Regions from separate parts of the Sus scrofa genome. Here region 2 is linked to region 1. A link is a contact called in public promoter capture Hi-C data. All regions are on one chromosome and are shown on one strand. Each heading gives the region's core, a stretch centred on a gene start, on an enhancer-like site or on the middle of the called end of the contact. The rest is flanking DNA. Distances are from core to core; before and after follow the strand shown.

Evidence for each region. Promoter capture Hi-C pulls out the DNA fragments that hold promoters and counts their contacts.
Region 2: a contact with region 1 is called in a promoter capture Hi-C map of liver, with 5 times the contacts expected there. The contact joins the enhancer-like site here to the promoter of SLC16A10 in region 1. A contact is called at or near these places in 2 of 5 promoter capture datasets (fetal liver and liver), 7 of 47 Hi-C or Micro-C datasets (embryonic fibroblasts, fetal liver, heart right ventricle and 3 more) and 2 of 2 datasets of contacts at active chromatin or transcription factors (alveolar macrophages and skeletal muscle).

Annotation. Positions count from the first base shown.
Region 1 is chr1:76,994,900-77,000,415 of Sscrofa11.1, reverse strand. SLC16A10 (monocarboxylate transporter 10) reads right to left here and starts at 2,057. Exons shown (of 6, transcript XM_021091212.1): 1 at 1,508-2,057. The coding sequence starts at 1,844.
Region 2 is chr1:77,104,458-77,109,973 of Sscrofa11.1, reverse strand. All of the region lies in intron 3 of SLC16A10 (monocarboxylate transporter 10), which reads right to left. It overlaps LOC110260579 (a long non-coding RNA gene), which reads left to right. Exons shown (of 3, transcript XR_002343826.1): 2 at 192-777; 3 at 3,471-4,327. Among named protein-coding and RNA genes, the nearest start is that of MFSD4B, 52 kb to the left of the region's middle. Within about 2 kb of position 2,248, at least 8 of the 83 cell types and tissues checked have an H3K27ac peak or open chromatin away from gene starts, as enhancers often do. A contact at or near this core is called in alveolar macrophages, fetal liver and liver, where this site is marked.

The sequences.
Region 1 (5,516 bases), core at 808-3,307:
CCCGGCTCGGATCCCACATTGCTGTGGTTGTGGCGAAGGCCAGCAGGTGAAGCTCCGATTCAATTCCTAGCCTGGGAACTTCCATATGCCATAGGTGCAGCCCTAAAGGAAAAAAAAAAAAAAAAAGGGGGGGAGAACAAAAATTCCAGATTAAATATCGTACCTGATTCACATGCCAAGGAGACAATGTACAAGAATATGCATGGCAGCATTAGCTATAGCAAAATTTGGAATGCTTATTAAAGGAAGAATGCATAAATTATAATATATCCATGCAATGGAAAACTACAAGTTAAAATGTAAATTTAAGCTACCAGCTCAAACTGAGATATTACAGGGATAGATCACAAACACCATGTAGAAGAAAAACACTTGTAGAAGAAAACAAGCTGCATAATGATACATACAGTATATTACTCAATATATAAGGCTTTAAAACTCCCAATATACCTCTCCCTTAGAATCTAACAGTCTTGCATCAATTTTTCTATGCACACCAAAGACTTAAGGAAAATTTACTCTAAAAATAATTGAAAATTTAAAAAAAAAGACTATTAACCATATAAAGATCCACAAATGGCAGGGAGGGAAGCCTGATATAGTAATGGAAATCATGTAGCCCTTTTAAGTCTCAAGATGTGTGTTTTATCTCCATTCTGGCCTCACTAAGACACTATATTACACTAAGCTTTGCTTTTCTCACCTAAATGGGGTTGACAACGCCTGCCTTGCAGGGTGAAGTGAAATAATGAATGAGTTACACAGAAGGTCTTGGACTTGGTAGGTCAAATAGTAACCCCCTACAAGGAAAAAAATGTTGAGTCTGTACCTTTTTCATCTAGCTTGGTATATGACAACCCTTCACCTTCCTCTTCCCAGTCCCGGATCTGGCTGCCTCCCATGGTTTCTATATTTAGCAAAGTGACACCCCCCCTTCCCCCAACCTCTACCTCCCTCCAAAAAAAGCCACCAAGAAACCGTGGTTCCTTCTGGGCTCCCTTCGGAATTCCAGTGACCTTGGAATACCTAATTCATCTCGCCAACCCTGCCTCCCCCCAACACTCACAGCCCTCCGTAGTGCCGGGGTCAAATGAACAAAAACCCAACTGTCACGGTCACGAAGGAGACCGTGAAAATGACGGAGCGGTGTAATAGGGTTTGGAAGTGTACCTTTGTTTTCAAAAATTAAAGTCTACCGCAGACTCTTAACCCCTATTCTGCAGCGAGGAAAGCAGGAAGATCTAGGCAAGTAAGTTTTGCGACTTGTTTCCAAATATTTTCCCTCCATCTGGATTCAATACAAAGACCGGCGCACTGAGGCCCCTGGAGCTGCAGGCTGCTTTTGCTATTAGACAGACCCACCTCCCACACCCTCAGCACCCAGGGACCCACCGAGGCGCACACGGCGGTGCTGACGCTCACTCAGCACGCGGAATACGCGGGATGCGCAGGGGTCCCCGCGCTCGCCCCCACCCCGGGGCTGGCTGCGGCCGGCGCTGTGCCTCACCTGTCTTGAAGACCATCTTGTCATCGTCCTTGGACCCGAAGGTCTTCAGCATAGACACGAAGAGCACCCCGCAGGCGTTCTGGAAACCGAACACCGACCCGTTGCACCACATGGCTGCCAGCATCACCACCCAGCCCCAGCCGCCCTCAGGGGGTTCAGGGGGCTCGGCGCCCGCCGGCCCCACCAGCTCTACCTCCACCTTCTCCGCCGCCACTGCCTCCGGGCCGTCCAAGGGTCCCGAGCCAGGCAACGGAGCGGCCCCCAGGGGCGCGGGGCCGGCCGGCTGCGCCTCGCTCGTTCCCCGCGCAGCGGCGGGCTCCTCCTGGGAGCGCACCATGGCCCGAAGCGGCCCCCTTGGGCGCCGGGGAAAGCGAGGGGCACGAGTTCCCGGCGAACTCGCGGAGGAGCCGCCGACTTGGGCTGGCGGGCTAGTGAGGCCGAGGCAAGGGCAGTGGAGCCCCCGGTGGGCGGGCGGCGCAGGGATTAAACTCAGGCCTCCCAGGCTACCGCCCCGCACCCGGACTGAACAGGCAGCCCGGCCGCCGGCTCTTAAAGACGCCCCCCGCCCCGCCGCCTGGGGGCGTGGCCGGCGGCGGGACCTGCCCCGGAATCTCCAGATGATTGGGCTTCCTGAGAGCGCAGGGGGCCCACCCCCCGCCCACCGCGCGCGGACCAGGTGCCTGCGGGTGGCTGAATCTGCGCGCGCGCCTGCGAGAGGTCCTCCTCCTAGAGGGGGTCACAGATGTCTAGGTCACGCCGCCACAAAGTGTTAACGGAAGGGGCGCGTCTCCTCCTAGGTGCAGGTTGGGTGGGTCATGGGGACCACACTACCGAACTTCTTTAGCCTCAGCTCACTGACAGCCTCACGACCAAACATCGTCTCTTTGTTTTCTTTTTGTTTTGTTTCTTGGCATTAACCTCTTATTACTAATCATAATATATAAGATACGTCATGCCACCTGCTTACTTAAAAAGAAGTCGGAAAGATCGGAGGCCTTATCTAATTTCTCCTGGATTCGTATATGATTTGCCGTGAATATTTGGCATGTTGAACGGGCTCATTTTGAAAGACAGACTGGTCTTCCAGTAACAAATACCAAGTTCTTCAAATAACACACGTTTTTGACAGACAGCTAGAAAACATTAAACTGCAGCACAATTGTTTGCACTTTAAACAAAAGCTAACACCTGTATTCAACTCCTCTGTCTCCCTGAAGCATGGAGCAAAAACATATGTAAAAGAAAGAAGAGTAACTAGTTATGCGGTGTTGAGTACAATTCTTTCTCAGTTACTCGGATTCTTCACTTCAAAGTCAAAATATGCTAGTTACCATACTTTATGACGGAGTACACAAATGAGTGTGAGTGATCATATTTGTCTCTGCCCATTCAAAACACTGGTAGGAAGAAGTTCTGAGAAAGGAACATGTATTCCTTCAAAACAGTAAAGAAGAGCTTCTGCAGCAAATAGCTTTTGAGCTGAGTGCTGAATCATACAGGGAACTTCAGTGGACAAAGATAGGGGAAGAGCATTCTAGGTAGCGAGAATAGCACAAGCTAAGGGAAAGCAGTTTGCTTGAGGAACAGGGAGCAAAGCTCAAGAATAATATATCTAAGGGATGGGGTTAGAATGGTAAACTAAAGAACAGTCTTATACGGAGTTCTCGTCATGGCTCAGTGGTTAACGAACCTGACTAGCATCCATGAGGACATGGGTTCGATCCCTGGCCTTGCTCAGCTGGTTAAGGATCCGGCGTTGCCGTGAGCTGTGGTGTAGGTCGCAGATTCAGCTCGGATCCCGCGTCACTGTGGTTCTGGTGTAGGCCAGCAGCTCCAGCTCCGATTAGACCCCTAGCCTGGAAACTTCCATAGGCCCCAGGAGTGACCCTAGAAAAGGCAAAAAGACAAAAAAAAAAAAAAAAAAAAAAAAAAAAAAAAATCTTCCTGATTGCTCACAAAGCCACACATCTACCATGTTTCCTCCCAGTCTTTTTTTTTTTTTCCAAAAAAAAAAGGTTTATTTTTTTAAATAAAACAGAATCACAGTGTTGTTGACTGAATTGTGTACCTTCCCCCAATAAAAACCTGTGTTGAAGCCCTGAGCCCTGGTACCTTAGAATGTGACTGTATTTGGAGAGAGGACCAAGGTAATTAAGTTAGAATGAGGCCATCAGAGTGGGCCCTCATCCAATCTGACTGGTGTCCTTACAGGAGGAGGTTAGGACACAGAGAGAGAGAGACCAGGGAAAGGCTGGGTGAGGGCAAAAGAGGAAGGCAGCCATCTGCAAGCCAAGGAGAGAGGCCTCAGAAGAAACCAAACCAACCTGCTGGCATCTTGTTGTTGGACTTCCAGCCTCCAGAACTGTGAGAAATAAATTTCTACTATTCGAGCCACCTAGCCTGTGATATTTTGTTATGGCAGCCATAGCAAACACATATACAGCTGAGCATAATTTTGTATCCTGAATTTTTTCATTTAACCCATCATATCATAAACAACTTCCCAGGTTATCAGTGTTCAAAAACATGTCTATTTGGTCTTTTTGTTTTTAGGGCTGCACCTGCGGCCTATGGAGTTTCCCAGGCTAGGGGTCCAATCGGAGCTGGAGCTGCCGGCCTACACCAGAGCCACAGCAACACCGAATCCGAGCCGAGTCTGCAACATACACCACAGCTCATGGCAACACTGGATCCTTAACCCACTGAGTAAGGCAGGGACCGAACCTGAAACCTCACGGTTCCTAGTCGGTTTCCACTGCGCCACGACGGGAACTCCAAAAAAACATGTTTAGTGTCTATAAAGAATTCAGCTATAGATTTCCTATCACTGCACATATAGTTTATTTCGGCTTTTTCACCATTGTATATAATAATACAAAAAACATCCTTACATAAAAATCTTTATCAGCATCTCCAATAATTTTTTAGGATAAATTTATTTATTTATTTATTTATTTATTTATTTTGCCATTTTCTTGGGCCGCTCCCGCGGCATATGGAGGTTCCCAGGCTAGGGGTTGAATCGGAGCTGTAGCCACCAGCCTATGCCACAGCCACAGCAACTCGGGATCCAAGCCGCATCTGCGACCTACACCACAGCTCACGGCAACGCCGGATCGTTAACCCACTGAGCGAGGCCAGGGATCTAACCCTCAACCTCACGGTTCCTAGTCGGATTCGTTAACCGCTGTGCCACAACGGGAACTCCTAGGATAAATTTCTAAATGTAAGTTTACTAACTAGAAGCATATGATTATTTTAAGGCATTAAATACAATGATAAATTTTAAAGCAACTTTATCAGTTTTACTCCCACCAGCATTGTGTAAGAAGCCCCATATTGGAGTTCCCGTCGTGGCGCAGTGGTTAACGAATCCGACTAGGAACCATGAGGTTGCGGGTTTGGTCCCTGCCCTTGCTCAGTGGGTTAACGATCCGGCATTGCCTTGAGCTGTGGTGTAAGTCGCAGATGCGGCTCGGATCCCGAGTTGCTGTGTCTCTGGTGTAGGCCAGTGGCTACAGCTCCGATTCGACCCCTAGCCTGGGAACCTCCATATGCCACGGGAGCGGCCCAAAGAAATAGCAAAAAGACAAAAAAAAAAGAAGCCCCATATTAGTGCATCTCAGCAAGTATGGAATAATATGTTTGAGGGAGGGGGGTTGCATCCATGGCATGTATAAATTCCAGGCCAGGGATCAAACCTTCACCACAGCAGTGACAATGCCTAGTCCTTAACCCACTAGGCAACCAGGAAACTCCATAATAGGGTATAAATACTGCTGATTTAGGATTAAAATGAAAACTCATTGTTATTTTTGAAGCCTTTGGTTATAAGTGACAAAGATTGTATTCATCAGTCATCTGTATATCTTTTTTATAAATGGTCTCTTGGAGTTCCTACTGTGGCTCAACGGGTTAAGAAACCAACTAGTATCCATGAGGATTTGGGTTCAATCCCTGGCCTCACTCAGTGGGTTGAGGATCCAGTGTTGCCATGAGCTGTGGGAGT
Region 2 (5,516 bases), core at 999-3,498, 110 kb before region 1:
CAAGGCTCGGATCCTGCGTTGCTGTGGCTGTAGTGCAGGCTGGCAGCTGCAGCTCCAACTGGACCCCTAGCCTGGGAACGTCCATATGCCGCAGGTGTGGCCCTAAAAATAAATAAATAAATAAATAAACTTTATCCAGATATGTAGGAATTAGTCTTTCATTTCTATTCTCAAACATCTATTTACTCCAGGGCTGCACACCTCTCAGGGATTGCCAGACTCTGCTGACTGACAGCTTGAAACTTCTGCCTCATTCAAACAACAACTCTCGCTAACCAAAGAAGTCACTTCTGGATTGTGTGACACCCTATTTATTGTTTTGTTATCCAGAGATAACCAAGAACTTCGATCCCACAATATCTGCCCCTTCTTTATCCATGAGTGAAAAAGAAGGAAAAGAGACAAGCAAGTTCATGGTTAACTCCCTTTCCTCCTAACTACCTCCACTTTAATAAGTGCTGAGACAGCTCTCTGTGGATGGCATGCTGCTGACCAGCCAACTGAACGGGGAAGTTCTCCCCTCACCAGAGCCCTGAGGCAGATCCGCTTTTGAGAGGTCAGAGGTGGCAGCCTGAGAAAGTGACCGCCTCGCTGGACTGGCCTCAGCCCCAGCTTCTCCCCCCTGCACCTCTTCCCCACCGAGGAGCTGCAGGGCCAGACACTGAGACACAAGTATTCTCTTCCACTGAGGACCTAGGCCACGTCCTCTGGCTGAGTCAGCCATGAGGAGAGCTCCACGGGCAGCCACAGGACAAGACCAGCTCCAGCACAGCTGATGTGAGTACACTAGAAACTCAAGCTTCTCTTCGACAGATGGTTTCACAATAGAAGATGGCCCAACAGACGGGAATCCCAAGCCCCTTTACTTACAAAAGCCCCTGAAATCCAGTGATGTAGGCATCTGCAAAACAAGGAGGCCACTGGTACAGAAGTCCCATTATTACCTTAGAAAACGGTACTGTTGGAGTTCCTGTCGTGGCTCGGCGATTAACAAACCCTGCTAGTGTCCATGAGGACACGGGTTCAATCCCTGGCCTCTCTCAGTGGGTTAAAGGATCTGGCGTTGCCGTGAGCTGTGGTGTAGGTTGCAAATGCGGCTCAGATCCTATGTTGCTGTGGCTGTGGTGTAGGCCAGAGCTGTAGTTCCGATTAGACCCCTGGCCTGGAAACCTCCATATGCCACCAGTGCAGCTCTAAAAAAACAAAAAACAAAAAAAGACAGAAAGAAAGAAAAAAGAAAGAAAGAAAAGAAAAGAAAAAACCGTACTGTTTTCTAAGATTGTGTTATCTGGCTCTGCCATGACTGACGGCCACCAGCCTCACTGTCCTCCCTTGACCTTTTTAAGGGGATGGGTGGTTTCTGTTTAATGCCTTTTATGTAATATGCATGTAATCGTTTACATAAAAATATGATAAAACTTTGGTACATACAAGTTAAACTATATGTCTTTGGGAAAGAGTAGTTAAGAAAGGAGAAAAACCATAGGAAACATAAAGCAGAGGTAACTAGCTTTATTTCTGACACTGGACTTGCAGTAACAGCTGAATGACTCAAGTATCAAGTGCTAACAAAGGCAGTATTTTAGCAATACCAGGAGAGCAGGGTCAAACCAGGCCCAAAAGAGCACTGCAGGCTATGGGACCAAGAGAACGACAACTGCCTTTGCAGAAACCAAGGGGAAGAGCCCTAATACCACTATTTATCATCCAGGTTGTTGCAATTACTGTGCCCTTTGGGAGATTCCAGGCAGAGTCCTCATCTGTCCTTGTCTGTGAGCATTTGATTCCCTGACGCTCTGCCCTTCTCTTGAGATCCACACCACCAAGCTGAAGAGGGTGGATCACAGGTGGTCACGGGCACCCCTTTTGTCTCTAAGAGAATAAACTCTTGCTGGGGATAGGGGACCTGTATCATTTATGATTCCATGGTACACCCCCAAATGGGGTTCTGGCACTTAGGAGGACCTCTGCAGCTTCCCACCTGCATACAGGGCTCACAGCTCTCGCTTGAGGCTCACTCTTGAGATGAGCAGTTTCAGTTGGGTGCCTTTTATCTGCATGCAGGTTAGAGTAATTTCTAAGAATACATCCTTTCACCATCCGAAAAGCTACTCTCTAACTCTAAAAGACCATTTGACTTAAAGCCTACATTTATAAAGGTAAACACAAAGAAAAGAGCCTGACCCCTTTAAAAATCAGATGTACATTTGCAAGGGAGTAGGAGGCCTGCGAGAGTGGTTAATGGATAATCTCAGATTTGGTTGCAAATCAAAACTTTACACTACCCTTTGACTTCAAAGGAAGATGAACAGCAATCTTCTGCATGGAATGACAGTTTGGTTTGGGTTCTTTTTCCTGTCTGTTTTCTCTATCTTCTGTTTTTGCTAAGAAAACAAAAGGAAATGAGACCAGTAGGACATTCCCTGAGGACTTTTTTACAGGGGCACCTCACACCAGCAAGCCCAGCGAGGTGACTGCAGATAGCAGAAAACCAAGTCCACAGAGTTGGCTACATACAATTAAACCCTTTCACATCTTAATATTGAAATAGGGCTATATGGGCATTAGGATAATCATTGATTAGGTCAGCCTCAACTATGAACTGATCGACTATCCTTTGAAATACAACAGCTTTCAAATGTCCTTGAAAACATGGAATTTCCTTGCCTGCCAACATTTTGAAGGACTACTGTCTTGGCAGCCAAGTGTCCTTTTACTAATAAGATATTAGTCGTGACTAAACCCGTGGTGCAGGTACCCCTGCCGCCAAGGCAGCTGACCCAGTGGAGAGCAGACCTTTGGCCTGGCAGGACTCTAGGAGGCATGGGTAGTTGGCTCTGTTTGCTTTTTGAAACAGCCAGTCTTTCCATGTCATTAAGACAGGTTTCCATGGTGCCAGAAATCACACATGGCATTAAGACACATGGAAGTCAGGACTGAGAAAAAAGAGGGACGAGCATACAATACAGGAAGATCTATTTAACAGCCACCAAGGGGTAGAAAGAGAAGAGTTTGGAAGGAAGGAAGATGGCTGATGGTTTGAAAATCTTGGTCTGATTTTGAAAATATTTTCTTTTTTTTTTTTTTCTTTTCCCACTGTACAGCAAGGGGATCAAGCTATCCTTACATGTATACATTACAATTACATTTTTTTTCCCCATGAAAACATTTTCTAACTCTAAAAATTCTTTAAATCCTTTATTATTTTTCTTTTTGCTTCAAAAGTAATTTTCCTTAGATTAAAAAAATAAACGAAAAGGTCCATCTCTGACACGGCATTATTTAGAGCTGATAAAAATTTTAGCAAAATGTTTTAGAGGAACGATCAGTCAAAACCACTATGGATTTAGATGCCAGGTCAAATAATCCTGAATTTCAGAAATTCAGATAGACTTCATCTTAGAACAGAAAATAAGCCACTAGGATTTTTTAGGTAACTTAAATTTTCTTTTCTTTTTTTTTTTTTTTAGGGCCCCAACCACAGCATATCGAGTCTGCAACCTACACCACAGCTCACGGCAATGCCACATCCTTAACCCACTGAGCAAGGCCAGGGATCCTCATGGATACTAGTCGGGTTTGTAATGGCTGAGCCACGATGGGAACTCCCTGTTGGTTTATTTAAATTTTTATTCACTCCACCTCAACCCAAGTTTGATTCTGAACAGTTTCTTTCTTGGAGTATCATTCTTGGCACACCAGGGTCACCACTCTCTCAGACCCTTGGTTCCTGGCTGGTCTGGATGAACCCAATGGGCTGGAAAGTGTTAAGATAGTAGCTATATGTGAAGGAGGAAAACTGCCTCTACTCTGGTCAGGATGCTGGTGGGGAGCTGGGCCATGACCCACAGCTTGGCTCCATGACGGACTGACTAACCCTCAGTGGAGCCCTCTGAAGACACTCAATGGTGACGCGTGGACTCCTGGTTCTGTGGCATCATGCGTCTCCATGTTTGCATTTGTTTTAAAAAAAAAAAAAAAGCACGGGGTGGGGTGGGGGGATGTGCTCTTTTAAACTTACTCCTGGATTTATCTGGTGATAAAAATCACCGATCAGCTAAACACAGATGCAGAGAGACAGGTGTGGTTTATGGAGTTTCTAATCAAGAGTTCAACTGTATGAATTTGGAAAAGTAGTCCAAAATGAGCAAATGCACCCAACAAAGGGGTAGTTCGATTGCGGTTAAATTTTATAAGTTTAAGAGAGTCTTAAAATAAGAAGGGGTAATTTCAGAAAGTATTTACATCACTAGGATTCTGGGTAATTTTATAACTTTATTTAATGACCCTGGCTAGAATGCTAATAAGCCATATATTCTGTAAATTACCAAAACTTAAACAGTTCTGTTTCTTCTTGAGCAAAGAAAGATGTGTAGACTCTTGGTAATTTATGTGAATGAAGATTAAAAATTGTTATGATTAGGCCCAGATCAGTTTTCCCTCCACTGTTATCATTCCACATACTTCTGAGATTGTCTACCCCAATTTTTTACCCTTTCTTAAGAATAAAAATTTTCAGAATTGAGGGGTAGTAATTAACATTATTTATTTATTTATTTTGGCTTTTTAGGGCCACACCTGTGGCATATGAAAATTCCCAGGCTAGATGTCAAATCAGAGCTGTAGCCACTGGCCTACACCACAGCCACAGCAACGTCGGATCCTTAACCCACTGAGCGAGGCCAGGGATTGAAGCCACGTCCTCATGGATACTAGTCAGGGTTCATTACCTCAAAGCCACAATGGGAACTCCTTAACATTACTTTAAACATGTTCGGTCCTATCTTGTGTGTGATCTTAAAATGTTCAGGAAGAAAAGGACCAAACCCTGCAGGAGGATAGATAAGAAAATACAAAGCCTGAGTGGCCTGGATTGAGAGAGTTGGCAGAGCAGAGAGAAAAACGTCTAATGGACTGAAAATTGAAAGGTCTACCCATACATAGTAGGGGGAGAGTCTCTGGAGTCAAATTAAGCTCTGCCTCTGAGTCTAAGAGCTTGGGCTTCGGTTTCTGGGTTTCAAGCCAATATTGCACACTGATTCACAATGTGAACAGTACCACTCCTTTGGGGGTGTTTTAGGAATCTGTGAAGGCTATTTTTATCTTTCTGATAGAGTTGTGCTCAAGCATTACCTTTTTGCCACAGTTCAGTGGCATTAAGTACTTTCACCTTCTTGTGCAATCAGCATCACCTATCCATCTTTAGAACTTTTTAATTTTCTCGGCGTTCCCATCACGGCTCAGTGGTTAACAAATCCGACTAGGAACCGTGAGTTTGCAGGGTCGATCCCTCACCTCACTCGGTGGGTTAAGGATCCGGTGTTGCTGTGAGCTGTGGTGTTTGGTCACAGATGTAGCTCGGATCCCATGTGGTTGTGGCTGGCAGCTACAGCTCGGATTTGACCTCTAGCCTGGGAACCTCCACATGCCACAGGTGTGGCCTAAAAAGGAAAAAAAAAAATTTTTTTTTCATTTTCTTAAACTGAAGTTCTGTACCCATTAAATAACAACTACTC